Linked DNA regions of Sus scrofa: region 2 is linked to region 1. Evidence: chromatin contacts called from public Hi-C data. All regions are on one chromosome and are shown on one strand. Each heading gives the region's core, a stretch centred on a gene start, on an enhancer-like site or on the middle of the called end of the contact. The rest is flanking DNA. Distances are from core to core; before and after follow the strand shown. Region 1 has its middle 23 kb from the start of PLEKHA1. Region 2 overlaps PLEKHA1 (pleckstrin homology domain-containing family A member 1).

Region 1 (6,846 bases), core at 3,234-5,733:
GGCCTCTTCCTTGTGAGCGTCCACTCTCCCACCTGGCCGTGTTCCTCGGCTACCAGCCTGGTCAAGCAGCCTCTTCTCCCTCCTGAGCTGCAATTCCCACTTCTCCTGCCCCACTGCACCCCAGCACCCACACGGGAGGCCACACAACCCAAACAGGCTGTAAACTGGAGCAGCTTGTCATTCCATTGCTTTAAAACCCTTCACTGCCTTTCCAGAGGATTAGAAATACATTTGAAAATAAAAATACAGGGCTCCAGTGAAATTCGGATTCCAGATAACACATGAGTGAGTGTTGAGTATAAAACTTATCTGAGGGAGTTCCCGTTGTGGCTCAGCAGGTTATGAACCTGACTAGTATTCATGAAGACGTGGGTTCGATCCCTGGCCTCGCTCAGTGGGTTAAGGATCTGGCATTGCTGTGAGCTTCAGTGTAGGTCACAGACATGGCTCTGATCCAGAGTTGCTGTGGCTATGGCATGGGCCGGCATCTGCAGCTCTGATTCGACCCATAGCCCTGGAACTTCATATGCCACAGGGGCAACCCTAGAAAGACCAAAAAAAAAAACAGGAGTTCCCATTGTGGCACAGCGGAAAGGAATCCGACTAGGAGCCATGAGGTTTCAGGTTCAATCCCTGGCCTCGCTCAGTGGGTTAAGGATCCGGAATTGCCATGAGCTGTGGTGTAGGTCACAGACTCGGCTTGGATCCTTCGTTGCTGTGGCTGTGGCATAGGCCAGCAGCTGCAGCTCTGATTGGACCCCTAGCCTGGGACCTCCATATGCCACGGGTGTGGCCCTAAAAAGCAAAAAACCAAAAACTTATCTGAAATTCAAATTTAACTAGGCGAACTATATTTTATCTGGCATCCCTCATTGAATATGATGATGCGATCTAAACTCCTAGCCTTGAGCGTCGCCATCCTGTGGGGCCCACCTTTGCCAGCCTGATGAACTTCAGTCATGCCCTCACCTGCTCCCCGCCCACCCCACCTCACTACGCTTCTTCCTACTGCTTGGACATTGAGTCCCTTCCCGCTCTGAGCCCTGGCACTCTCTGTCCTCTGCCTGGAACATTCCTCCCCGGATCCTCACACAGCTGGCCTCCGCTTATCAGGTGGCAGCTCAGGGCAGTTTCCTGAAGCCCTCCAGGCCCCCTCTGCCCATCCCTCTCTCACAACTTTTTCCTGCTGCACCAATGCTGCACATGGAAACCCGCTGCTCACTGGGCTGAAAATCTCCAGCCACGTGGAAAAGGCACAGGAAGCCCATGAAGGATTTTCCATCAGGAAGGCCTGAGCTGGGGTCAGTGGGAAGGTTGGGAAGAGTTGACCTGGTTCTCCTGCCACGTTACAGGGGGTTGACCCCTCCCTGAGGGGGCTGGAGGGACTGGCGTGGGAAAGGCCTGCCTCCTCCTCCTCCGCCTTGTTCTGAAACATTGTCTCAGATGGCATCTTCCGTCCTCATCACCACCTGGCCTGGTCTCCCTTCTCAAGCCTGGCTCCTCTAGTCAATGGCAAAGCTCTGGAACGTCCCTCCTGGCCACTCCGTATTCAGGAAGATCTCCCCAAAGGGTCTTAGCATCACTGTGAGTTTGCCTCTGAACCCCTTTCTTGGAACAAGATGTCCTGAGTGATTCTAGAATTTCAAAACTTGTAGAGAGGGCCGGGAGAGGGGAGTGAGCGGGAGAACCCCTTTGTTTATGAAAGGTCATGGCCTTCTGGAAGTGGAAACCAGCCCCCAAAATCTCAAACCTTCTAGACCAGAGCCTCCCGGAGACCTTTAGGGGCCATGCTGCCTGCAGTGGGAACCAGTTCTATTTCTTCCCCAGTCCACATCAGATTGACACTTCTAGAAAACACGGGGAACAATGAATGCCTGGAAAAACAAAGACAAAATACGACCTCAGTGCCACGTGTCTCTATGTCCAACAACTTCAAAATGCCACACACATTTCTAAATGCTGACTCCCAGTTTCTGTACATATGCCACTGAAGGTGATTAATAAATGTGGGGAGTTCCCATGGTGGCTCAGCAGTAACAAACCGGACTAGTATGCATGAGGACATGGGTTTGATCCCTGGCCCCGCTCAGAGGGTTAAGGATCCAGCGATGCAGTGAGCTGTAGCATAGGTCTTAGATGCAGCTTGGATCTGGTGTTGCTGTGGCTGTGTCCTAGGCTGGCAGCTGCAGCTCCAATTTGACCCCTGGTTTGGAAACTTCCATATGCCACAGGTTTGGCCTTAAAAAAAAAAAAAAAAAAAAGACAGAAAGAAAAAGAAAAAAGAAAGGAAAAAAGGAAAGGGAGCTCCCATCGTGGCTCAGTGGTTAACGAATAGGACTAGTATCCATGAGGTCGTGAGTTTGACCCCTGGCCTTGCTCAGTGGGTTGAGGATCCAGCGTTGCTGTGCGCCGTGGTGTAGGTTGCAGACACAGCTGGGATCAGGCGTTGCTGTGGCTCTGATTGGACCCCTCGCCTGAGAACTTCCACATGCTGCCTGTGCGGCCCTAAAAAGAAGAAAAGAAGGAAGGAGGAAACAGTGATGTTAGAGCTAGAACTGGGTCCCTGGTACCTAGAAGAATGCCTGATACTCGCTAAATAAGTGTTGAATAAGAATACACATCGAAATGTAGCTGCAAGTCAAGAGAATGGAGCCTTATTGTTACATGACCTGAGGCCAAGAAGGAGACACGACTCCTTTTCCATAATGAAGCCTAGGAGATCTGTTTGCCAAAGCTTCACGGGGGCGGGGGGGGGGGGGGTCTGAAAGTTAAGCATCCTACCCTGAGTGCAGCTCTTTGGGAGGGTCCCCAGCCCCCCCCAGGCCCTGCAGCCCAGAATCCAGTAGAGCAAGGGGTGACCATCTCTGGAGGCAGGACCTGGGAGAGAGAGGGAGAGATAGAGCCAGAGAGACACAAGACCAGACAAGGGGCAAAGACACAAGACCCCGGGGGTGGGGGTGGGTCTCCCAGCCAGGGAGTGGCTACCTGTGCCCAGGTCAGAGGTCAGGGGAATTGCATACATTGGAGAATCCCTGGGATATCTGACACCTGCACATCCCTTGGAACATGTGGCACCTGAGATCAAGGACAGACTGGACACTTTCTGGGGCTCCTTCTATGAGTTTTTTTGCTACAGTGACCTCCAGACACCATGACTCTGGACCGTCCTACCCGTCGCCTTTTCCACCATAAGGAGCCCAGTGTTGGGACTGCCGGAATGATTGACTCCAGACTGCACAGGAGGTTCAGTGCCTGTTTCCAGGCACTGCGTGTGGCCAGGGGACAGTCGGGTGGCTGGTTAGGGCTCCAGGGAGTGAGGAATGGACAAACCTCCTCTGTAGGAGAGGATGGGGGGTGGTTTAGTGGCCACTCACCTTAACTTCGTCCTCTTCTTTTCTTTCTTTCTTTTGTCTTTTTAGGACTGCACCTGTGACATATGGAAGACTAGGGGTCGAATTGGAGCTGTAGCCACTGGCCTATGCTACAGCCACAGCAACACCACATCTGAGCCTCATCTGTGACCTACACCACAGCTCATACCACACAGCTCAATGCCAGATCCTTAACCCATTGAACAAGGCCAGGAATCAAACCTGCATCCTCATGGATGCTAGTCAGGTTCGTTTCTGCTGAGCCACGATGGGAGCTCTTCGTCCTCTTTTCTATGCATGCGCCTCACTAGGTAGAGACCCAAATCCGTAAATGACTAAGAATGTATGAGCATCTTGTTTGATCTCACAGTCACACCCAGGAGGTTGCTATAGCCATGTCCATGTCACTTGTAAGAAAACCCAGGGCCTAGGTGAAGGGAATTATTCCATGGTTGGGGTGTAGCCGATCTTGAACTCAGAACTGAGCTTCTCCTACTTTTCAGAATCAGCACTGTACCCACGACCCCAGCGACTGCTCAGCGGGGAAAGTAGAGGCCCTGATGGCCAAGGGGATGCTGTGGGCATGCGCTGTAGGAAGATCATGCTGTTACCTGGCTCTTCATGTTCTCCTATCTCTAGAACCACCCTGCCCACCAAGGCTTGGATATGCTTTAGCGAGATTTGCTCCAGAGTCAGGGTGGCTTTAGCTGGCTGTGATGAGGTCCAGCCCATCCAAAGCCATCTGGTCCCTCCTTGACCTGGAGTTGGCCTGCTGGCATGGAGGAGAGCCCTGCCTCTGGACCTCACCTGGGTATAGGCCAGAGCCCATGGCCGCGGCATGATCTGAACCTGTCCTCTATGTGCAGTGTTGTTAAAATTCTCCAGGTTATATCTTCAAAAGTTACAACCATTCTGCCCTCCAGGCTATCGTCTTTGCAGCTTTGTTTTAATAACTATCATGTTTGTCCCCCCAGCTCTCAAGAGTCATCAGTGTTCTGGGAAGGTGGCCACATTGATTGTGTATTTTTCATGGATTCCAGCATATCACCTTTGGTCTTTGCTGGGAATTGATGAACTGAGTGGTTTGAAAAGCTTGGGATTGGAGGATTCTCCTCCGGAAGCTCTGAGCTGAGGGCCCTGAACTTCACTGGGTGCCCGTGGGATTGAGGGAGCACCTGCCACTGAGCTCCAAGCACGTGGACCAGGACATGCTGGACATCTGCTCAGCCCACAGGCAGGGCCCAAAGCCCATCTTCCAGCAGCACTGCCTACTGCCTGCAACTGGGAGCATTTCCTGGTTCTCCTCCCCTTGTGGCAACCCAACCACAGCTGGGACATGGGGGAGGGAGTAGCTGAACCTGAAGGGATAAAGGCTTGATAAAGGGATAAAGGATGGAGGGAGATACCATGAGTCCTAGTAACAACAAAATAAAAATGATGTTGCCTTTGTATCAGAATAATAACAATAACAATAACTAAGATTCATTGAGTTTACTATGTGACAGATCCCTTGAAAACTGACCCACATACGTCATTTCATTTAATCTTTAAATAACCCTGCAAGCTTCCAGAAAACTTTCTTTCTTTCTCCCTTTTTCTTTCTTTCCTTCCTTCCTTCCTTCCTTCCTTCTTTCTTTCTTTCTTTCTTTCTTTCTTTCTTTCTTTCTTTCTTTCTTTCTTTCTTTCTTTCTTTCTTTCTTTTTCTTTTCTTTCTTTCTTTCTCTCTTTCTTTCTCTCTTCCTCTTTCTCTCTTTCCTTCTTTCTTTCTCTTTCTTTCTTACTTTTTCTTTTTTTGGGGGTGGCTGCACCTACGGCTTATGGAAGTTCCCAGGCTAGGGGTTGAATTGGAGGTGAAGCTGCTGGCCTACAGCACAACTCACAGCAATGCCGGATCCTTAACCCACTGAGGGAGGCCAGGGATCGAACCCAAGTCTTCATGGATATTAGTTGGTTTGTTACATCTGAGCCATGACAGGAACTCCACCTCTTTATCTTCTCTTTACAAATAAGGGAAGGAGGCACAAAGAGGTTAAGAAACAGTCTCTAAGTCACACAGCCAAGCAGCAGCAGAACCAGGACTAGCAGGGGACTGTTGGACTCCAGGGCTCTTGGCCATGGCCCTCCTGGAGCAAAAGGCCCTCCTTTTGCCACTCCACTGAAAACTGCCTTTGAAGCTGGCTTTGAACAAGGCAGGAGATACCTTTCAGACTGTAAGAACAGTCTGGAGCCGTGGAAGGTAATGGCTGACTCGTGATTGATGAAATTAATTTTTAAAAAATCTACGGCCCACGAATAACGTTTAAGTTCATCTTGACTGAAATTTACTTCATCATTTTGAGAGTGGAAAACCATTATCTTTCTGATAGGCTTGAGTTGGCGGATGCATTTAAAAAGCATTCCTGGTAAATTAAAGGATCTTTTTGCCCTCTCTTGCTGAATGAAAAGCCAATAGAGCACGTAATTGTCCAAAGAAAAATGGAAAGTGCTGACCTTGAGGGAGAATTATGTCTGGACAGAGTTTGTAGTGACCGTGTGATAAAACCTCAGAAAAAAGCCCTGGCCTAATTATCTGACCACAGGCCTGTCCATCTGCCTAGATCCCACCATTAGACATCTGTTCTTTTGGGATTTCTTATCGTGGCTCAGTGGTAATGAACACAACATGAGGATGTGGGTTCAATCCCTGGCCTCACTGAGTAGGTTAAGGATCCAGGGTTGCTGTGAGCTGTGATGTAGGTCGCAGACACAGCTCGGATCTGGCATTGCTGTGGCTGCGGTGTAGGCCAGTGGCTGCAGCTCCAATTCAAGCCCTAGCCTGGGAACCTCCATATACTGTAGACACAGCCCTAAAAAGACCAAAAACAAAAGGACTTTGGGTTAGAGGCAGGAATAAACTTCCTTCTGTTATTTATCACTAGAGAATGCTGATAAACACTGAATGTCATAACAAAATGAGAATTTAAAATAACTATGATTAACTCAGGTCCCTAAAGGTACAGAGAATTACTTATCTGAAAGTTCTTTGTGCATAATATCTCACATTTTAAAAATTAGACTAGGAGTTCCAAGGTGGCACAGAGGGCTAAGGATCTGGCATTGTCACTGCTGTGGCTTGGGTCGCAGCTGTGGCGTGGGTATTTATTCATTTATTTTGCTTTTTAGGGCCACAGTTGCAGCATATGGAGGTTCCCAGGCTAGGGGTTGAATTAGAGCTGCAGCTGCTGGCCTCCACCACAGTCACAGCAATCCAGGATCTGAGCTGCATCTGCGACCTACACTGCAGCTCACAGCAATGCCAGATCCTCAACCCTGAGACCAGGAATCAAACCCCCAACCTCATGGTTACTAGTCGGATTCGTTTCCTCTGTGCCACAGTGGGAACTCCCAAAAGTGAAACATTTTAAAGCAGCCAGAGAGAAATGATGCATCACTTAGGGGGGCAAATAAAAGAAAGAAAAAAAAAGGCATTTGAATT
Region 2 (6,597 bases), core at 3,374-5,873, 76 kb after region 1:
AAATAAATGTGTTGCTCATAAAAATAAGCAAAAAATATGACAAATAATACAAATGTAATTAATAAAACTTAATCATATAAAGATAATTGGCAGGTCATATATATGTTCAGCAAATAAGGATATTCTTTGCTGGAAATTTGTTGAATAATTGTTATTGGGAGGAAGGGAATTTAAATTATATCACTGTTTGGTAATTTTACAAAAAGGGAGGCCCAAATGTCCATAATAAAAGTACCCAGTAGGAGTTACTTTGTGGTGCGGTGGTGCGGTGGGTTAAGGATCCAGCATTATCAGTGCAGCAGCTCTGGTAGCTGCTGTGGCAGATTGGACCCCTGGCCCAGGAATTCCGTATGCTACAGCCAGAAAAATTAAATAAAAATAAATAATTCAGTATTAAAAAAAAAAGTATGCAGTAGATCTTATAATTTCAGGAATGATAGGTAGGTATCCTGTATTTAAGTTTAAAATACATTTTTTACTTACCAGATTGATTTGTTTAGATAAATTATTTAAAAGAACATTTGTTTTATGAAAGTTCTTACATATGCTTATTGCAGAAAATTTAGAAAATACAGAAAAATAGGAAGACAAATGTTGTATTTTATTAAACAAACTCCACATTCAGGCAGCCGTTTTTTTCCTTCGTGAGGACATGTCTGTTTATGACAGGCAGGAGCATATGAAGTATTGTGGTATATATATCCTTTCGTTTACCATAGTCATTTTTTTCCCATGACATTAAAATTCTCTGAACACCTTTTAGAATCATATTCTCATGCATGAATGTTTCACAATTAAGCTGTTCTCTGCTGCACTCTTACTGATCACTCAGTGATACAGTTTTTATACATTTACTGTGATAAAGTAATGTGGTGGTGAACACTTTGTGCACAAATTTGCCTGATTTTCCTACTTTATGATGTTTCTAGAGTGAGAATAACTATCTGAGCATGAACCTTATTTTGCCAAATTGATTTCTAGACCGGTGCTCCTGTTTGCGGTGAATCACTGAAAGTATACCCTACCTTTGCCTCCTTTGAGTTTTTCCTTTTAAGAATTCTCGTTACTGTCGTTAACTCAGAAGTGTTACTTGTATCTTTAACTTTTTTAAACTTCTAGATTCTAGAATCTAGAAGCGAAGAGCAGTACCTCTCCACCCCTCTGCGGGCCTTCATCGGATGAAAGTCAGAGAGAGGTTTTTAATGTACATGGGAGCCCTGGTCCTATCAAGGAAGATGAGGCTTTGGAAAGTGACTACCAGTACCTCTTTTAGGGGTAGGGTACTCTTAGAAATGGTTTTTAGAAAAATGATGATGTGAAAATGGTTTTAGAACTGCACAATTACAGAGAGATTCTTCTTGAAAATTCAGACAGTATAGCAGGAGGAGAGCAAAATGAGAAGATCTTGCTCTGACTTCTTCCCCTCCTTGTTTTCTCTCTAGAATTATTCATATTGAGACTTTTCAATGTGTCTCATCTTAAAACACTAAATGCCTGGCTTACATCTCTATGTAATAACTTACCCAGCAAAACCTGGTTTAAAAAAAGTGGTTTCTAAAATTTTGGGGCAGTCGTTGCATTGGAATGATTTTATTGTTGACATTATTAATTACCAAAATGAATACACAGGTTTTATAGACAGGAGCCAATTTTGCGGAACACCTGACTGAATGGCTCCTTCCTTCCCTCAGGCCGATAGCCCGGAAGAGATGCACAGCTGGATTAAAGCCGTCTCTGGCGCCATCGTAGCACAGCGGGGGCCCGGCAGATCCGCTTCCTCTGTATGTTCCCTCCTCTCTGGGGTGATACTCCCTTGGGACCCCTGATCCTGTCAAGTTATTTTTCTTCCTCTCCCCCTAATCCTTTTGGTTTCTTTCTGTTTTGAGATTTATCTGCATGTTGACTTTCATACCAATTGGACTTGCAAAAAAAAATAATGCGTTTCTAATTTAATGCTTCCTGTAGTGTTCTGTATACGTAACTTCCTGTGCATTGTATTGTCTTAAATGCACAAGCAGGGCAACTAAAGAATGAACATCTCCTTGTTTTGTTTTAGGAGTTCTTACTTGTCAGTAGGTCCAGATTTGGTATAATTTTACCAATTTTTAGGAGGGTATTTGGCCTGATCACGAAAGGTTACCTTTAGTTGTAGCATTACACAGCTTTGTCACGGTCTCAATTTCCTTTTTACTTCCTATAATTTCAATTTAGGCTTTCCTTCATAGTTCCGTAAAAGAGTTGAGCAGCTCGAACCTTGAATATAATCTAGTATTCTCAGCTGGTGTTTTCCACTTCATGTTTTCATTCTCATTTTTTTTACTAGGTTAATTTAAGAAGCTGCTTTTTACTCTCTTAATTGTCTTTGTGGTAGTATAATAATAAAATTAAAACAGCTGAACATTCTCAGATAGTAAGAAGAATATTTTTACTTTTTAAGTTTATCATGTAAAGTTATGTCATAGGAATAAGTAAGATCTGGCTTTAGAATACTTTGGTCACTGATCTCTGATCTGAAAATACAAATTCTACCAAGAAATGAAAAACTTTTCGGTGCCTTGAAGCACAGCCCATGCATCTGCAGTAGGTAGTTTAATATGTAGCATGAAAGCCTTTATTATCTGGACTCATGGTCAATGCTAGACATTCTGCACTTTAGGTATTTTCCAGTGTTGCAGTAATATTGTCTTTTAATAGTTTCTTGTTAGAAATAGCTATAGATCAGTAAATACAAATCCATTTTTTCTCATTTTTCAAGTGGTTTTTCCTACATCGTTTTGGGACTCTCTTACAGTATTTTCGTAGGGGTTCATTTGGTAACTGCCTGTGTGTTATGTGCCCTTTTCAGCAGTCAAGTATGAGACTCTCTGCAAAAACAATGTCTGTCGGGAAGAGGAAAAGTTGGAGAAGGGCGTTTGTGTTTCGTGCTTTGTGGTGGGGGCAAGTTGGACTGTCCACCTGTAACTATCAGCAGAACTTTCTTTCCTCCCCCTCCCCAGTATAGGTTGACTCTAATCCTAGCTTTGCACTGTGTTCCAGATGCGGCAGGCCAGAAGGCTGTCGAACCCTTGTATACAGAGGTATACGCCAAGAGCTGGGGAATGCAGCACGTATGTGGGCTCTCACGCAGACGTGCCTTCTTACTAGAGGGCCCGGACTTACTCACTACTGACCACTGATTCTAGAAAGTTGAGTTAACCAGACTGCCTTCTGCAGTGACCGTAACTGACTTTGTCAGCACTAACGCACACCCTCTCACTGCCGTCATCAGGTTGGATATGCAGCTTTAAAAAAGATCAATAATGAAGAAAGTAGAACTTTACCAAATGAGAAGGTCGTATCTATCTTCGGAAACTAAATTATTGATGGCCACGGGAGTTTCAATTTCTGTAGTTTATGTACTTTGTGATTTTTTGTACTATACCACTCGAAGTGCACCTTTATGGTAACACTGTGTGCAGACTCATGCCTGCGTATGCATTGGATAGACTGCATGCACGGCGTCTCACACCTCAGGTGAAACTTGGCTAGCTAATGGGAATCTGTGGTGTTTCGGTGATTGTAGCACTTTTTTTTTTTTTCTCAAAGCTACTAATGTCACAAATGCACACGGTATACTAGGAACTATATGGCAATGCATTTGGAAGGGTCGTGTTTAAGATTATCTTCAGATTTGATTTCATTAGAAGCATATTGAAGTTAAAATTCGCAGTAATTTTACCACAGCTTTAATAAATGCTTAAATATGTACCCTTTGCTACCTTTAAAATCTCAAGCCATATGAACGTATGCCATACGCAAAAACAAATAATTCAGTACGAAGTGAAAAGACTGCTGTTATTTGTGGCAGTAAAATTCAGGGAAGCAAAAGCTAAATTTGTGAGGCTGCCAGGCAAAACAATAGGTTTGAAAAATGTTGCGTTCTGCTCATTAAAGAAAGAAGGACCTTTAATTTTTATATTCTGCATTTTCATTTTTTAGTCTTTCTAGAATATGTGGAATAATTCCTAGTGTTAGTGAGAATAGACTGAAATAAAATGGCGAAGCTGGTAGGCCCGCAGTTAAAACAGTTGAGTTGCAATTGGAACACGGCTTTCCTGTTGAGGCTGACTGTGTCTTCAGAGTGTCAGAGCTGACACATTTGGCGTTGGTGACAGAGCTGGTTTCTTAGCGGAAATGGTTGTTGGCTGTCATTGCTCTAAACTCACTCCTAAAAATGCATTGCTTTGGGCTAGAACTTGCACACGTCTGCTGCATGGCTCATGCTTCTGCTCTGTGTGTGTGTGTGTGTGTGTGTGTGTGTGTGTTTTGTTCTGTTTGTTTTTCAGAGGATAAAGTCTCACACTGAGTGACTGACCTTGTCCCCAGTGCCCAGCCGTGTCTGACCTGCCCTCCTCTTTGCAGGAGCCTTCCGGCTGTCCTTCCGAACCCAAACGCGCTGGCCGCCCGGCCTACGCAGCCGCCTCACATTCCACAGCCGCTCGCAGCAACTCTTTGGTCTCAAGCTTTACCGTGGAGAAGCGAGGATTTTACGAATCTCTTGCCAAGGTCAAGCCAGGGAACTTCAAGGTCCAGACTGTCTCTCCAAGAGAACCAGCTCCCAAAGTGACTGAACAAGCTCTGCTAAAACCTCAGCGTAAAGACGGCCCTCAGGAACCAGACTGTGACCCCGTGGACTTGGATGACGCTAGCCTTCCAGTCAGTGACGTGTGAGGGAGGCACCCGAAGCCTGACCCCCCGTTTAGCCCTCAGTGTCCTTGCACGAGGCTTCTAGCCAAAGATGACAAAGGGGAGAGGGTTTCCATGCATATAGCCTCGTAGACGCACTCTTTCTAAGCTGGTAAACCAAGAATCTAGGACGTAGCCAAACGAAATGTAACTTCTTGAAAGAAAGAAAGAAACCTTAAGTGTCTCAGCATCAGCTGTCAGCAGCTTTGTTCTCACTGGGGTGGTAAAAACGTGTGTGCAACCTCTTTTCCTAGTGAATTTGACAACTTCAGTGTTCCACAGTTTAAACCATTAACAAGGCTTATTAATTATTTTGGTTGTTTTAAAAATGCTACTGTGATTTCCTATTAAATGTTCAATCTTTACACATTCGTGCTGGTTAATATTATTGAATGAAATATTGCCAGGCAAATATACCTAAAACTCATGACGCGTCTGGGTGCTGTAAAATTTATACTGCGGTGTGGACAGTTTTGAAATGGTCACCATTTTTGATGCTGTGGATCCCAGGTGAGTGGTAGGTTTTGCATAGGGGATGTTATTGGACTGTTAGGGTTGTGGGTTGTACTGGGGTGGAGGAAGGGGGGAAATGAGAAATCAAACAGTCGTGTCTCAGACATTGGTTTGTAAAAGCTTAATCAAGACCTGGCAGACGTCATCGCTTTATTCAGTGAAAATTATTTGGTATGAAATTTCTGGAAGATCTGATTTGCTTGTCAAAGTTTTGTAAATAGGTCTTATTTCTGTACGTGGATCAGCGAACGACCTCAAGTTTATATGTAAAGACATGCAGCCCTTAGTCCTGTGATCATAGCCTTTGCTTTTTGTCACTAATACCCTATATTCAAGTGCCTGTGTTTTCCATCTTGTCGAGGAATGTTTGAGATGAATGTGCTCAGAAGGCCTGCATGTGATTGGTTTTAAACAGTTGGGATGAAATTAATTTTCAGTAGCATAGTTTAACATATTAAATAAGAAACCATTTTGTTTTAGACCAGAATGTTGTCATTCTCCTGTCTGTGCAATATATCTGTTTTAGCACACAGATCTGAGTAGACCTTTAATCATGGGCTGTCACAGATGTGAGCGCCTCTCGAAAAAAATCATTAGTTTCGGGTGTTGAGTAACAGACCAGTTTGACCAAGTACTGTTTTTAACGGTTCAGTCTTAAACATTTGCTTTAAGAAAATAGTCTTGAATTTCACATGCTGCTATTTGTATGCTGTTTTGCCATATTGCAAGTACTGTCTTGTTTTGAATTCGTACATGTCACCATTTCTGCTCTTCATTTTCTAAGATGACTTCTTTGGAAAAGAGATTTCTTACTAGGGTGGTGGGGTCCCGAGGTTACTATCTCTTACACCAGAATTATAACATCAGTTTAAAAATCCGGGTGCATAAAGAATGCACCACTCAACATTTTCGTTCATAAGCTAATATTTTAAAAACTTATACGTAGATCGTTTCTTTTTTGCAGCTGCATTTGAAAATAGAATGATAGAATGAAAGGTTTGAAGTAGTTATCACACTTTCAGCAAACTCTTAGCTTCTTTTTCATGAACACACCGTGGACAGTTGGCAGTATTTGGGAACCTAATGCTGTTTTTGTTGGTACAGCTTCCATGTTGCATGTTCGTTTTAATATTTTGGTATTGGTATTTGATATATTTCATAGTGGCAAAATATTAGCTCTATTTTGGAACTTTTTATAGAACTACCCTTGTATTTAGTAGCGTAGGAAAATGTTCTTGCGATTGTCAGGGTCTCCTAATATTTATCTCAATACTTTTATAATTCTATGAAAATTATTTAATTATTTTAAAACTTATACTTTTCTTGTAAATATGTCGCATCTGGATTGTCAGAAATTAC

Evidence for each region. Hi-C and Micro-C count contacts between places; a contact is called where the count stands out from the background.
Region 2: a contact with region 1 is called in a Hi-C map of liver, with 2.2 times the contacts expected there. The contact joins two enhancer-like sites. A contact is called at or near these places in 1 of 5 promoter capture datasets (liver), 15 of 47 Hi-C or Micro-C datasets (alveolar macrophages, blood, embryonic fibroblasts and 10 more) and 2 of 2 datasets of contacts at active chromatin or transcription factors (alveolar macrophages and skeletal muscle).

Annotation. Positions count from the first base shown.
Region 1 is chr14:131,934,143-131,940,988 of Sscrofa11.1, forward strand. No RefSeq gene overlaps it. Among named protein-coding and RNA genes, the nearest start is that of PLEKHA1, 23 kb to the right of the region's middle. Within about 2 kb of position 4,484, at least 1 of the 83 cell types and tissues checked has an H3K27ac peak or open chromatin away from gene starts, as enhancers often do. A contact at or near this core is called in liver, where this site is marked.
Region 2 is chr14:132,009,893-132,016,489 of Sscrofa11.1, forward strand. It overlaps PLEKHA1 (pleckstrin homology domain-containing family A member 1), which reads left to right. Exons shown (of 13, transcript XM_005654150.3): 11 at 1,692-1,781; 12 at 3,037-3,077; 13 at 4,402-6,597. The coding sequence ends at 4,606. Among named protein-coding and RNA genes, the nearest start is that of HTRA1, 30 kb to the right of the region's middle. Within about 2 kb of position 4,624, at least 7 of the 83 cell types and tissues checked have an H3K27ac peak or open chromatin away from gene starts, as enhancers often do. A contact at or near this core is called in liver, where this site is marked.